Regions from separate parts of the Mus musculus genome. Here region 2 is linked to region 1. Evidence: chromatin contacts called from public HiChIP or PLAC-seq data. All regions are on one chromosome and are shown on one strand. The core of a region is the stretch at or near the end of the contact, and the rest is flanking DNA. Distances in the headings are between cores, read along the strand shown.

Region 1 (6,425 bases), core at 3,689-6,188:
ATTAGGGAGGAAGGCAGTTCCTGAAGAACTGGATTTCCAGCGTAGGTGGGTAGAGAGGACAAGTGTGGAGAGGCATCCTTGTAACTTGGCCAGTCAGGCAATTTTTGAAAATGTCTATCACCTAGCTATTACCTCTACGTGTTATGCAAAGTTGAACGAGGTCTTCATATCTGGGCATGATATTAAGTCCATAGACATGTATATTCATTTCACTTAAGGACGTCCGAGATCTGAATGCATCCAGAATGTAAGGTGAAAGCAAAGGGCTCCAATGTGCATAACCGGTTTATACCTTCCTGCATAAAGGCAGCACTGCCTTTCAATACTCTCAAGAGCCCCTACTGTCTACTTGGTTTCTTTACCACTTCCATCTTTACTGAGTTAAGAGTATTGCCACAGACCTGTAAACTCGTGTGGTGGGCCTAACAACAACAACAACAACAAAAAGAGCACGAACAAATATTTTACAAACTTGACCATCTTCTTTTTAAATAAGCCCTGCAGGAACTAGAATGTGTCCGCAGGGGAAGGAGTGAAAGGGAGAAAGGGGAGGAAGATTTTCTATATATACATTTGTGGATCATTAAATGTTGCCAGAAAAAAAAAAGTGTTGGTATGGAGTCGGTAGTATTTGTGGTAATACACACAATGAGTGTTGAATACAATAATAAAGTAACAGTCCTTTGAACTGGGGAAAATTGTGCGTGAAAAATAAAACTATTTGGAATTTTATTATGTGGTTGGTTTGGTGTGTGTGTGTCTGTGTGTGTGTGTGTGGTTTTGTTTGTTTGCTGTTGGTTTTTCTCTCCTGCTACCAGGTTGGCCATGCAGACAAAACCCTCAGTTCTGGGAGCTAGGAAGTATTTAGCACGGGTCTGGAATACACACCTTGGTAGTAGGCTGGCTCCAGGGCTGAGGGCTCGATGGGGCTCCTCGTGGCCACTGAGGCGCTGCCAAGGGGCAGACTGGCGGGCAAGGTAGCGCCATAAGGAGAGTACTGCAGCGCCTGCTCGTATGCCTTGAAGTCCAGCTTGTGCTGTTGCTCGGAGGAGGACATGAGGTTGTTGATGGAGAAGGGGTGATTAAAGGAGTAGTGGGGATCCCCTTTCAGATGCAGCTGAGATTCGTGGGGTGCCAGGCCGTGAGCCGGGTGAGAGGGGGGTACAGATGCTAGCGCCCCTGGCCCGGAGCTTATGGGGGGCGCAGATGAAGACGCTGGAGACTTCAACTCCGAAGCGCCCCCTGTCGCCGTGGCCCCGCTGTGGTCCAGAGTCTGGGGGCTGGCGGCGGGCCCTGGGGCCGGCGCGCCCTCTAGCTGGCTAGCCTTTCCGTGCACACCCCGGTGAAGGGGTGACTCGGCGCTGGGGTTCCCCGGGCCTGAGGGGTCCTTGCGACTTTCTGGGCCCCCTTTGGAGCCGCCGCCCCCACTCCCACCTCCGGCCCCCGGCTGCTTCTCACACTTGAAGCGCTTTTGGCGGCGCAAGTAGCAGCCGTTCTCGAACATGTTGCCGGAGTCCGGGTGCAGCGTCCAGTAGGAGCCCTTGCCTGGCTTGTCCGGGGATCGTGCCACCTTGACGAAACAATCGTTGAAGGACAGCGAGTGGCGGATGGAGTTCTGCCAGCGCTGCTGGTTCTGGCGGTAATAGGGGAAGAGGTCCATGATCCACTGGTAGATCTCGCTCAGCGTGAGCATCTTGCTGGGCGCCTGCTGGATGGCCATCGTGATGAGCGAGATGTAGGAGTAAGGCGGCTTGGCGTGAGGGTAGCTGCGCTTGAATGTCTTGGCGTCGCCGCCGCCCCCCGCGCGGCTGCGGCCCAGGTTGGACGGCGCGTACGCCATGGGACTCATGCACGGGTTCATGGCGGCGGCGTAGGGACCCAGGCCGTTCATGGAGGTGGCGGGCTGCGCGCCCATGGAGCCCATGCCTCCCGGGCTCAGCGCCGTACCCATGGCCGTGACGCCCGCCGCAGTCATGCTGTTCATGGCGCCTGCAGAGGCCCCTGGCATGCCAGCCACAGCACCGGGACTCAGGCCGGCCCCTAAGCCCGTGTTGGCGTAGGACATGTTGAAGGAAGCCGGGGTCATGTTGCCGCTCGTGGTCATGGTGTTCATGGTCATGTAGGTGTTCATGGAGTTCATAGAGCCCAGGCCGGAGTTCATGTTGCTGACAGGGACAGAGGAGTAGGCCTGGAGCGGAGACAGCGAGGGAAGAGGCCCCGAAGGGCGGGGTTAGTAGTGTGCCCCAGAGTTTGGCTGGCCCAGGGTGAGCCCGGGGCGAGCTAACAGCATTTCTGCAAAGCTCCGGAACTCCCCAGCCAGGGCAAACTGTTAGGCGCCTTTTCCTGACCACGCAAAGATGGCTTACATAGCGGGGGCGTGGGGGAGAATCCTAGCGCTGCAAGCAGGAAAGATTAATGCTCACAGAAAATATGTCCCCGGGAAGATGCATAATCGCCTTACAAGCCTGGATCAGGGGCTGGCTTTTAAGGTCCCTTCATTTCATCCACGGCAGGCTAGATCCAAGGATCCAATCCCAGACCAGCCTAGACAACTTGCCTTTTGGCCCGGTCAATTTTGAAATTCCGAAAATAGAATTTATGTCGGAGCCCCTGCTTCTTCACTTCACCCACACAGGCCTGCTTGAGTGATCAACCGGGTACCAGCTAGACACCCACCCTGTGGAGGGCTGGCAGGCACCGCTGATCGCACATCGGGATGCATCGTGCTGGCTGCTGTTAAACTCTCACCCATATTGGCCTATTTGTCAATATGACCCTCCCTCCGTCCCAATTACTCATCTCCCAGCAACTGGCTTTGTCTTAAGAGTTGGTGCCAAAGATGACTTTCTGTTATTATATTTAGAAATGTTTTCCACCTACTTGTAACAATGATAGTATTTTAAAAAAGAAGCAAACTTATCAGTTAAATAAAGTTCTGGGAAAAAAAATAAAATGAAAAAAAAAAAAAAGCTGCACACCAGAACAACGCGGTGCATACAATTAACTTTAGCGTGACTTTGCATGTATAGCTCTTCACGCTATACAAAACCTCGCGTTAATTCTGTTACCTGTTTGTAGTCCTCTGGCAATTGAAAACTTTGGTAACACAATTCACACACACACACACACACACACACACACACACACACACACACACACACACACCCTGTAACCGATAGTTGCTGCTGCTCACACCAAAGCCTAGGCTTTAGAGCTATAGTTCGGACCAACTTAAAATTCCCAAGTGAAACTCTACTTGCTTTCTCTTAATGCTATTCTGCTTCCTAATTCTCAGCTTTGAGATGTAAGAAAGCTCTTTCTATGGGGGTCTTCTCTGGTGGGCCGAGGTGATTGCATCAAAATTAAACTCCTGAAAGTGGTCTGAGCGCCTACTAAAAGTTATCGGTAAGCGAAATCTCCATCCGTAGCAGTCGAGATAATAACTAGGTGGCTAAAAAACAAGAGTCCTGACGTATAACTGCTTATTTGGTAATCTAACAGAAAATATTGACGTCCTTAAATTTATGTTCATCAGCAAATGTAACTCCATGTGAAACTATAAGAGATGAATAGATTTCAAAAAGAAGACTCAAAAAAGAGATGGTTCCCAAAGAAACACAGAAACGAATAAATAAATCGCCGCGAAGGTCTTTTCGGACTCTGTACTTTTCTGTACAGATCTTAAAGTACTTTGGGATTTATTTCTAGTCCTCTCTCCAAGATCGCACGAGGCTTTCTCGGTAAGCGCTTTCGATAACGGTAATTACACTTTTGAAGGTAATCGGCAGCTGTTTCTAGAAAATACTTTCAATAGGTAGTGGCCCTGCCTGTACCTGATTCTCCTCGCAATGCTTTTGTGCACAATGTAAAATAAACCCAGTGAACATGCCACCAAGGGGACAATGAAGAGAAACAGGTTCTTGGCCCCGAGTTCTGGAAAAAGATTCTGTTCGCACTAGCGCCACCCAGCGGTCCTAGAGACGAACGAATAGACACTTTTCTACAAATGGCTTTTGAAGAATTAAGTTTTATAAAATTTAGAAATCATTCTTTACGAAAAACTCCAACTTCTGCAACAGATCATTTTTATCCAAAGACGTCGGCTAATTACATGGTGTGACCGAGAGGCCTCCCGGTAAGCGAGCACCGACTCTCTCAGTTATTCTTTACTCAAGCCAGAGCCCGCCTGCCCGCCCGCGGCTCCCGGGGCTGGGCTCCAGCCCCGGCTCTCTAGCGGGCAAAGACAAGTGCTTCCCTTCCGGAGCCCGTGTTTTCAAAGCCCAGAGTTTCCCAAAACTCTCCGCTGGTTGCAAGCGCCAGGACCCAGCGGGCAGCGGGCTGATCGAGAGGTCGGGTGGGGGCCACACTGGAAGCCGCGCCTCGGGCGAGCCGCCCCCACCCCGCCCGCCCCAGTCCGGGCAGGAGCCCACCTCGCCTGAGTCTCCCCGGACACCGACTCTGGGGACGCCCCACCGCCTCCCCGCCTCTCACCTCCTGCGTGTCCGCGTAGTAGCTGTTCCAGTCGTTGCTCTCATGCCCTTCCATCTTCACAGTCCCTAACATCCTGGAGCCAGCCCGGCCGACACAACCATCCAACCCTGTGCGGAGCGACGGGCGGGTGCGCTGCTCGGGGCGGGGGAGGGGCGCGGAGCCGCTGCGGTCACCGGAGCGCTCGAGGGCCCAGCGCCACCCGGGCGAGGAGGAAGCCCGGCGCTGCGGGGCGCGGCGTGCGCGGCGGCGGCGGCGCGGCGCGGCGGGAGGGGGCAGCGCCGGGGACAGGAGGCGGCCGCGGAGCGCGGCGCCCGGCAGCGCCTCCGCGGGAAGTGAGCGGGCGGCCTGTGCGAAGCGAGTGCAGTTGAGCTGATGTGGATCTTACGTCGCCGGAGTGCCCACCTCCTCGTCCTCTCCCCATTTGTCCGCCGCACAAAGACGCTCGCACCTACAAAGCCCGAGGTGCACCTGTGAGGCGGCCGCCCGCCAGTCCAGCCGCCGCGCCTCCCGCCCCGCCGCGCCAGCGCCGCGCGCCCCCCGCGCCCCTCCCGCCATCCCCTCCCCCAAACCTGGCCCTCACTTTGTTTACAAAGCAGTATAATTGGTTTAAGCCTCGCGGCTAGGGAAAGAGGAAAATAGGGCGGGTGTGTGTGTGACCCCCTTTGGAAAAGGAAAAAAAGAGAAAGAAAAGAAAAGGAAAAAAAAGAAGAAAAGGAAAAATAGGCGGTGCCTTGGAGGACAGGCCAGGGCTCTGGACCCAAAGAGCTGTGCTGCGGGAGAAGGACCTGGGTGGTGGCATCAGAGCTACAGCGCAAGGATCGTGCTCGCTGAATGACCCCGAGTTCCCTCCTAGAGGTGCTCACCACCCCCTGGACCTTACTACGACTCCGCTCTTGGTCCACTTGGCTCCTTTGCTCCCCTCATCCTGATTCTTGACCCAAAGTTCAACCCTGGAAGACTACCCCTACTTCCCGGCCTTCGGGGCTTGGAGAGGGGAAAAGCCCCACTTTTGCCTCGTCACTAGAAACCCAGTCATCTGAGTCAGCCGAGCAAAGTGACGTTAGGCCGACCTGGGCTCCTGGCGAGCAGAACGGAGGCGCTGCCACGAAACTCGTACCTGCGGCTAAGAGCAGGTGAGTCACAGCACCGTTTTATATTTTTATGACATAACTTTTTTTTTCCGCCTCAGTCCACTCCACTCCCCTTGTCAACTGCAGCGATCAGAAAGAGGAAGAAACTGCGCGCAGATGTTTGTGTGATAAGGCAGGCGGATCCTAGTCAAGCCTGCCTCTCTGCCGGGCTCCTCCTCCTCCTCCTCCCCCCCTTCTACAGCCTCTGGGACCAAGCTAGAGGCGACCGTCTGGTTTCTGATAGAGAAAGGTCAGGGGGAGGGGACATCTTCCTAAACACCGGCATAAACTGGGAGTGTATGGGCCTGGGTGCTGGAACGCATCTGCCACGCTAAATGAGGTGCCAGCCTGAAGCTGGAGTCAGCCCACAGAGGTGCCTGGTCGTCTCTGAGCTGGAAGAGCAGGGCTAGGCTATCAGACTCTCAAAAGGTCCTGGGTAGATGGGGAAAATTCTCCCCCACTCAAAGTCTCTCGCTTTCTTCCAGTTCTTCATAGTTAGTGGCTTGCCCTCGTATCCAGCGGAAAGAGACTAACCAAAGAGATTAGGCTAGACAGAGTGTGTGATAGGTTTGGAGAAGGTGCTTACCCCCCCCCCCATTGACTGCAAGTGTTCGTGAAAATGTATACTACCTCGTGCATTTCGAAGTAAGTGTGACTGTGCGGCCCTTCCTGTGTGTTGCTCCAGTCTGTAGGTATACTAGATTTCCATTAGAAACAATCAAGTTAACTTTAAAGTCACCAAGAGACTAAAATATTCTTGGTTTGCAAAGCTTTTTTTTTAAGGTAATTAATCTCATGTGAAGG
Region 2 (7,232 bases), core at 3,730-6,229, 330 kb before region 1:
ACCTGACAATAGCCAGGTAGGCCTGACCCTGTATAAAAGGGGCTGCTTGCTCTCTCCCCCCTCTCTTGCTCGCTCTTGCTCTTCCTCTCCCCTTCCCATCCCCTTCCCCCACCCCTCTCTCCAGGTGCTCATCATGGCCATGGCCAGCCTCTACTTCTCTCTCTCCCTTTCTCTGCCTCTACTACCCTCTTTTTTTTTTTTTTTTTTTTTTTTTTGGTTTTGGTTTTTCGAGACAGGGTTTCTCTGTGTAGCCCTGGCTGTCCTGGAACTCAGTTTGTAGACCAGGCTGGCCTTGAACTCAGAAATCCACCTGCCTCTGCCTCCTGAATGCTGGGATTAAAGGCATGTGCCACCCCGCCTGGCTTCTACTACCCTCTTAACTCCCCTCTCCATGCCCTGAATAAACTCTATTCTATACTATACTATACTATACTATACTATACTATACTATACTATACTATACTATATTATTGTGTGGCTGGTCCCTCAGGGGGAAGGGATGCCTCACCCTGGGTCCGCTGAGACATCCCCTTCCTCCATACCTCACCACACCTCCATAGAACATATCCTCTTATCTCTCTATATATTTTTATAAACATATCAGTATATGTATGTTCATGTTTGGCAGCTAGTTATAGTTCTCTGGTTACAACAACCTAGAATCCCCTGGGAAGAAACTTTCAATGAGAGACTGTCTACACCAGATTGGCCTGTGGACATGTCTGTGGAGGACTAAGACAGGGGTTCATAAGTCATTTGGAAAGACCTGACCTATATGCACAGTGATGCCTCTGGTGGCAGCCCAGATAAAAAGATGCGGAAGGGTTTTGCTTCTTTGTTCCCTTGGCCTTCATTCCTAGGTTCCTTTCTCTCTGCTTTTCACCGTGGTTGTGATGCTCGCAGCTTTCTCAAGCTTCTGCCAATATGACTCTGTCACTGGAACAGATCAGAACTTGATTTTTTTTTTTTTTAGTTTTTTGTAAAAAGATTTTATGTATTTTTAATTTTATACATGAGTGCTCTATCTGCATGTATGCCTTCATGCCAGAAGATCCCATTACAGATGATAGTGAGCCACCATGTGGTTGCTGGGAATCGAACTCAGGAACTCTGGAAAATCAGACAGTGCTCTTAACCACTGAGCCATCTCTCCAACTCCAAAACTTGATATTTTGAGTTAAAAAAAAAAGCCGTTTCTCCTCTTAGTTACTTTTGTCAGGGTATTATTGTAATAGCAGAAGTGAGCCTAAAACAACACAGTTTTGTGTATGATCATGTGTGTAGAGGTCAGAGGTCAATGTTGGGTATCTTTATAGCTCTCCACTTAATTTTATTGAGACAGGGTCTGGTACTGAGCCCAGGACTTACTGATTTAACAAGACTAGCTAGCCAATAAGCTGCAAAGGTTCATATGTCTCTACCTTCTCAGTTTTGGGATTCCTGGTACAAACCACAGTGCATGGCTTTTCACATTGGACGCTAGAGATCTGAACTGAGTTCTTCCGATCATTTAACAAGAACTTTATTGAGTAAGTCATCTCTCCAGACCCTTAGACTACTTCTTGGCTTTTAATATATGGACTTTGTTATCAGCATGGCAGTAGTACCTATAAAATACTGATTTTAAATATTCCAACTGTGATCGCCATCCCAAATACTTCTAATACCTTTTAAAATTACACTGTAACAATTTTTTGTTGTTGAAAGTATTCAAATACATGGGCTTGGATATTTCTCAATACCTATCCTACTTTTTTCCCTACTTTAACATGTCAATAGAATCTAGGATCTGTTATTATAATTCTCTGCACTTACCCTCTTCTACTGCTTTCCTAAAACCTCATAACTCTGTTGAAGCAAAATTATCTCCCTTATCATATACATTTGATTAATCAATTCAATTACCACTCTCGGAGATGACCACTTTACAACCTCAGACTTCCTCACCTACTCTCATCTCCATCTCGTTAAACACCTGTCCCCATTTATTAATTTTGTCTTTTTTATTACCCATCCATCTGACGGAGGCAGTCAACACTGCTTCATCTTCTGACCTCTAAATCAATGTGTCTTTCAAGAGTTATACTCACATTCTTGATTTTTCTCCTGTCACAATGGGAAAAACTGGCTTATTTTTTATGAAATTCTTTCATTCAGACACACATAACTACATATTGTATGATTTCACTTATTTGAAATATCCAAGCAGTTAAATGCATCAGTCAGAAATCAGCTTGGTGGTTACAGGGATGTGGGAGTGAAGAGTGATGTGTTTAGAAAAAGACATAGAAAGGGGGAAGGGATGCTGAGGCATCCTTTCCCCCGAGGGACCAGCCACACAATAGTATAGTATAGAATAGAGTTTATTCAGGGCATGGGGAGGGGAGTCAAGAGAGAAGTCACACACACACACACACACACACACACACACACAGAGAGAGAGAGAGAGAGAGAGAGAGAGAGGGAGAGAGAGAGAGGGGGGGGGAGAGAGAGAGAGAGAGAGGTGCGAGCACGTGGAAAGAGAGAGGGGAGGAGAATGGGGAGAGAAGTGGAAGCAAGAAGGGAAGAACAAGAGAAAGCAAGAAAGAGAGGAGGGGCACCGGACGTGGTGATGCACGCCTTTAATCCCAGCACTCAGGAGGCAGAGGCAGGCGGATTTCTGAGTTCGAGGCCAGCCTGCTCTACAAAGTGAGTTCCAGGACAGCCAGAGCTATACAGAGAAACCCTGTCTCAAAAAAAACAAAAACAAAAACAAAAACAAAAAAAAAAAAACAAAAAACAAAAAAAAGAAAGAGAGGAGGGAACAAGCAGCCCCTTTAATAATGAGTCAGACACACCCAGCTGTTGCCTGGTAACTGTGGGGCAGAGCTTAAACAAAATGCTAACAGTCCCCCATTTTGGTTTAATTAAAAAGGAAAAAAATAGGAGGAAGTGATGGTGGAGCAGGACTAGGGTTGTTGTAATCTTCAACTAATTCCTGCTGGCTTTGGGGTGACATGTCTCCAGGAAACCTAAGGAAATGGGTATGGGGATGTTGGTCCAGCCTTAGAAGAGTTGGCTGTTTCCTTTACTGCCCAGGGTCTATGGAACCGTCTGTGGATAGATCAGAAGGAAGAAGTCCACTAGAAGCATCTATGTCTGTGAGGGAAGGTTGGAGCATCTGTAGGTCACTTCTCTGGAGCTGTCTTTGATGTAGTAAGTGCTGGACTTCACAAGATGCTGATACGCACATACATATATCATAGGTAGAGAATAAGACTAAGTGCATTTAGGAGGAAGAATTTTTTTCTTAGATGTACATTTGAAACCCAGAGGAGTCCCATCCTCTGAAATAGGTAGTAAGGGAACTGTAGGCTATTGATTAGCAGATATACTTATCTGGATGGAGTCTATTTGGTCCATGAGAGGTAGGTCTGAGTGGGTTTCCTGTAGCTTATAAGTTTATAAAAGAGATAACAACATGACTGAATAACATGCACATTCTTTTTTTTTTAGATTTATTTTATTTATTATATGTAAGTACACTGTAGCTGTCCTCAGACACTCCAGAAGAGGGCATCAGATTTCGTTAGGGATGGTTGTGAGCCACCATGTGGTTGCTGGGATTTGAACTGGGGACCTTCGGAAGAGCGCTCTTAACCACTAAGCCATCTCACCAGCCCCAACATGCACATTCTTTAAGATGAGCCTTTTGTGGAACAGAAAGAAAAAGAATTTGTGATTATATCGTTGGATCATATAGTGGAATGTTTTGTTAGAGTTAGGCAAATTTATAAGAACTCGAATAATGTTAGGACAGTGACATAGCAAAAAATAGGAAATATGAAGCATTTAGTTGATGGAAACTGAGTTTGTGTAAGAAATAACAGATTACATCTGTGAAAGCTTACAGCTGAACTAGTCCCTAGAAACTGAGTTTAGGTGAAGAGTTAGGTCTGTTTTCTATCTGTCCAGCTACAGTTACCTTAGCTGTCAATGGAGTCATAAATCTGAGGAAGAATAAGTTATAATCTAGCAGTCATATATTATTTAAAAAGTGGCAGAGTGTACCTATAGTCCTAACAGTTCCCTATGGTCTCTATGGTCTCTATGGTCTCGATGGCAATGTGGGCGTAGTCAGTCTGGCTTTCAAGCCCAGAAGATGGAGGGCTTTTTTCTTTTTCCCGTGGAATGGACAAGTGTGAGAAATGGCTTACCTTGATTTAGACCATATATGTCATTTGACTCAGGGTATCCAGTTTTGTCCACTGTGTTTCTGATTGGTTATCATACCACAACCCAGGCAGCCTCTTGTAGTTGTGTCCATATCCTCTGAGACCTTGGGGGTAAGTTGTTAGGTCTTGGGAGATTCTGTCTGTCATAAACTTAAGTATATTAATAATTAGCAGACTTCTGACAAGATTGAGAGCTATATCAATTGGTCATATCTGAATAGAGCACACCATAATTTAATGGCAGTAGCAAAAATCATTATTTATCAAGACAGGATAGGAACGAAAATCTTAAGTAACTTTGACATGTGGTGTAAGTAAAGAAAAACACATTTTGCATTAGCAGAGAAATATTTGGCTTTGTAGTAGTAGAGAAACACTTGACTTAGAGTTGGTGTGGACCAGAGAGCTGACAGCAGTGGCATAAGATCATGGTGACAGAAAGTGAGCTTGTCCCAGTGGGTCCAGGCCTGTGACACAAAGTCAGTGGGCAGGCTGTGAGAAGAGGCTGCGGGCACAGGCATGTATCCTTGATGAACTGGATTGTAAAGAGAGCAGGCTGGACCGTGGAGACAGGTGCGCGAGTATGTGCTGTTGAGGCACCAGGCTCGAATACCCTGGCTGGCTGGTGGCATGGGACACCTGCACAGTCTGAAAAGCACAGATCGCTAGGAGGCAAAATAGGTCAGATGGCATTCAAGAGAGACTGGCTGTCTCTGCCTTCATTTCGAGACAGCGGTGTTGACAGCAGCAGCGGGCAGTTGTGCAGTGTGTTTACTTAGACCGAGCAGGGTGGGACTTCCTCCAAAGGCAGGAAGCAGCGACCCAGTGCTTGGGGTCGGGGAGCGGGGAGCGCCTGAAGTAGCATCCCATATCCTAGTAACTTGTGCACTATTCTTGTGGCCAGGGTATTCTTGTGGCCAATGGCAGGACTAGCCGCTCACTTCCCAAGAGAGAGGAGAGAAGAGAGACGGAGAGAGAGGAGAGAGAGAGAGAACTCACACGCCCTTGTGGGCGAGTGTGAACAAGTACAGGCGTGTGGCTTCTTGGACAGGGCGAAAACCGTTTTTCTCGCAGCTGAGGCAGGCAGCCAGGCAACAAAGACATCCAAAAGCAGCTACAATAGTGGTCAAAGAAGGCAGTGGCGACAGCAACAGGGGCAAATAGGGCAGGCAGGGCCAAAACTGTTTTTCCCGCGGCTGCGAGCCAAGCAGCCAGGCAGGGGTGGTGCCAGCCTTGGCGGGCAGAGCGCAGGAGTCCCACTCAAGAGAGAGTTCAAGTATAGGGGCACCAGATGGTCAGCATGGGAAAGCAACGTGGCAGAACGCAAGGGGCAGGGTCCTGTGATAGCAGGAGGGATGCAAACCTGCAGAGATTCGCATCATATGATGTGTTCATAATAAAATAAAATAAAATAAAATAAAATAAAATAAAATAAAATAAAAAGATTAAAGCGGGGGGGGGTATGTTCTTTTGTTTTGTTTTGTTTTGTTTTGTTTTGTTTTGTTTTGTTGTTTGTTTTTTTGATTTTCGAGACAGGATTTCTCTGTATAGCCCTGGCTGTCCTGGAACTCACTCTGTAGACCAGGCTGGCCTCAAACTCAGAAATCCGCCTGCCTCTGCCTCCCAAGTGCTGGGATTAAAGGCGTGCCCCTCCACCGCCTGGCTGGGGGGGATATGTTCTATGGAGGTGTAGTCAGGTGTAGGGGAAGGGGGTCCCTCGGTAGGCCCATGCTGAGGCATCCTTCTCCCTGAGGGACCACACACACAACAGTATAGTGTAGAATAGAGTTTATTCAGGGCATGGGGGGAGGGGGGAGTCAAGAGGGTAGTAGAGGCAGGGGTGGGGGAAAGGAGAAGGAGAAGGAGAAGGAGAAGAGAAGAGAAGAGAAGAGAAGAGAAGAGAAGAGAAGAGAAGAGAAGAGAAGAGAAAGAAGAGGCTGACCATGAGCACGTGGAGAGGGGGGGGAGGTTAATGGGAGGGGAGGGGGAGGGAGCAAGAAGGCAAGAGCAAGAGAGACAGAGAGGAGGGGGCAAGCAGTCCCTTTTATAGTGAGTCAGGCAGCGCTTAGACAAAATGCTAACAAAGAGAAGAAAAAGATGACCACTTAATGGGTACCTTATTTCTTTTTTGGTCTACCTGCCTGAATGATAGCAGAGCATTTCTAAAGGCAATGAAATTATTTGGGATTAAACGAGAGAATTATAATACAGAACACACAGACCACAGGGGTCTAAGAGTCAGTCCAGCGAGTCTGAGGTAAGAAGAAATCTGTAGAGGCAAAAGAGAGAAGTTCATAGTATTTGTTCTGAAACAGTTCCGCTACAGAGACAGCTTACTCTGCAAGCTATTGTGTGCATTAGGCCAGCTGTCCTTGACTCCTGTGGGAAACTTCAGAATGGAAAGTGTTCTGGAAATGTTGTTACAAGCTTATAAATAAAAGAACACTTCAGGGAATTTCTGTAACAATTTTTATCTTAGGTATGTGTACATGGGGTCCCTCATTTCCAACTAATGATTTAATTTGCTGTTTGATTATGGTTTGAAACAAGTGACTCATTTGATTCTGAGAACCTGCAGAGGGTTGGAGGAAATACTTGGAAGCTAGATAAAGATGGTGGCTCCACAACACTGTGAATGTGCTAAGTGGCAATGACTGTTCACTTTAAAATGGCTGTCTCAGCCAGGTGGTGGTGGCACACGCCTTTAATCCCAGCACTTGGGAGGCAGAGGCAGGTAGATTTCTGAGTTTGAAGCCAGCCTGGTCTACAAAGTGAGTTCCAGGACAGACAGGGCTACACAGAAAAACCCTGTCTCTCGAAAACAAAACAAAACACAAAAAAAAGAAAGAAAGAAAGAAAGAAAGAAAGAAAGAAAGAAAGAAAGAAAGAAAGAAAAGAAAAAAAGAAAGAAAAAAAAGAAAAAAAGAAAGAAAAAAAAGAAAGAAAGAAAGAAGAAAGGAAGGAAGGAAGGAAGGAAGGAAGGAAGGAAGGAAGGAAGGAAGGAAGGAAGGAAATGGC

The links. HiChIP or PLAC-seq counts read pairs in DNA pulled down with a chosen protein or histone mark.
Region 2: a contact with region 1 is called in an H3K4me3 HiChIP or PLAC-seq map of craniofacial prominence, with 3 times the contacts expected there. The contact joins the enhancer-like site here to the promoter of Foxa1 in region 1. A contact is called at or near these places in 6 of 39 promoter capture datasets (the HPC-7 cell line, cranial neural crest, embryonic stem cells and 3 more), 2 of 484 Hi-C or Micro-C datasets (embryonic stem cells and liver), 7 of 115 datasets of contacts at active chromatin or transcription factors (craniofacial prominence, embryonic stem cells, neural tube and 2 more) and 1 of 9 other capture datasets (pancreatic islet).

What each region holds. Positions count from the first base shown.
Region 1 is chr12:57,541,173-57,547,597 of GRCm38.p6, forward strand. It overlaps Foxa1 (forkhead box A1), which reads right to left and starts at 4,939. Exons shown (of 2, transcript NM_008259.4): 1 at 4,492-4,939; 2 at 1-2,188. The coding sequence starts at 4,563. The coding sequence ends at 854. It also overlaps a transcript of Ttc6 not described here.
Region 2 is chr12:57,206,747-57,213,978 of GRCm38.p6, forward strand. No RefSeq gene overlaps it. Among named protein-coding and RNA genes, the nearest start is that of Slc25a21, 13 kb to the left of the region's middle. Within about 2 kb of position 4,980, at least 172 of the 459 cell types and tissues checked have an H3K27ac peak or open chromatin away from gene starts, as enhancers often do. A contact at or near this core is called in craniofacial prominence, embryonic stem cells, liver and 2 more, where this site is marked.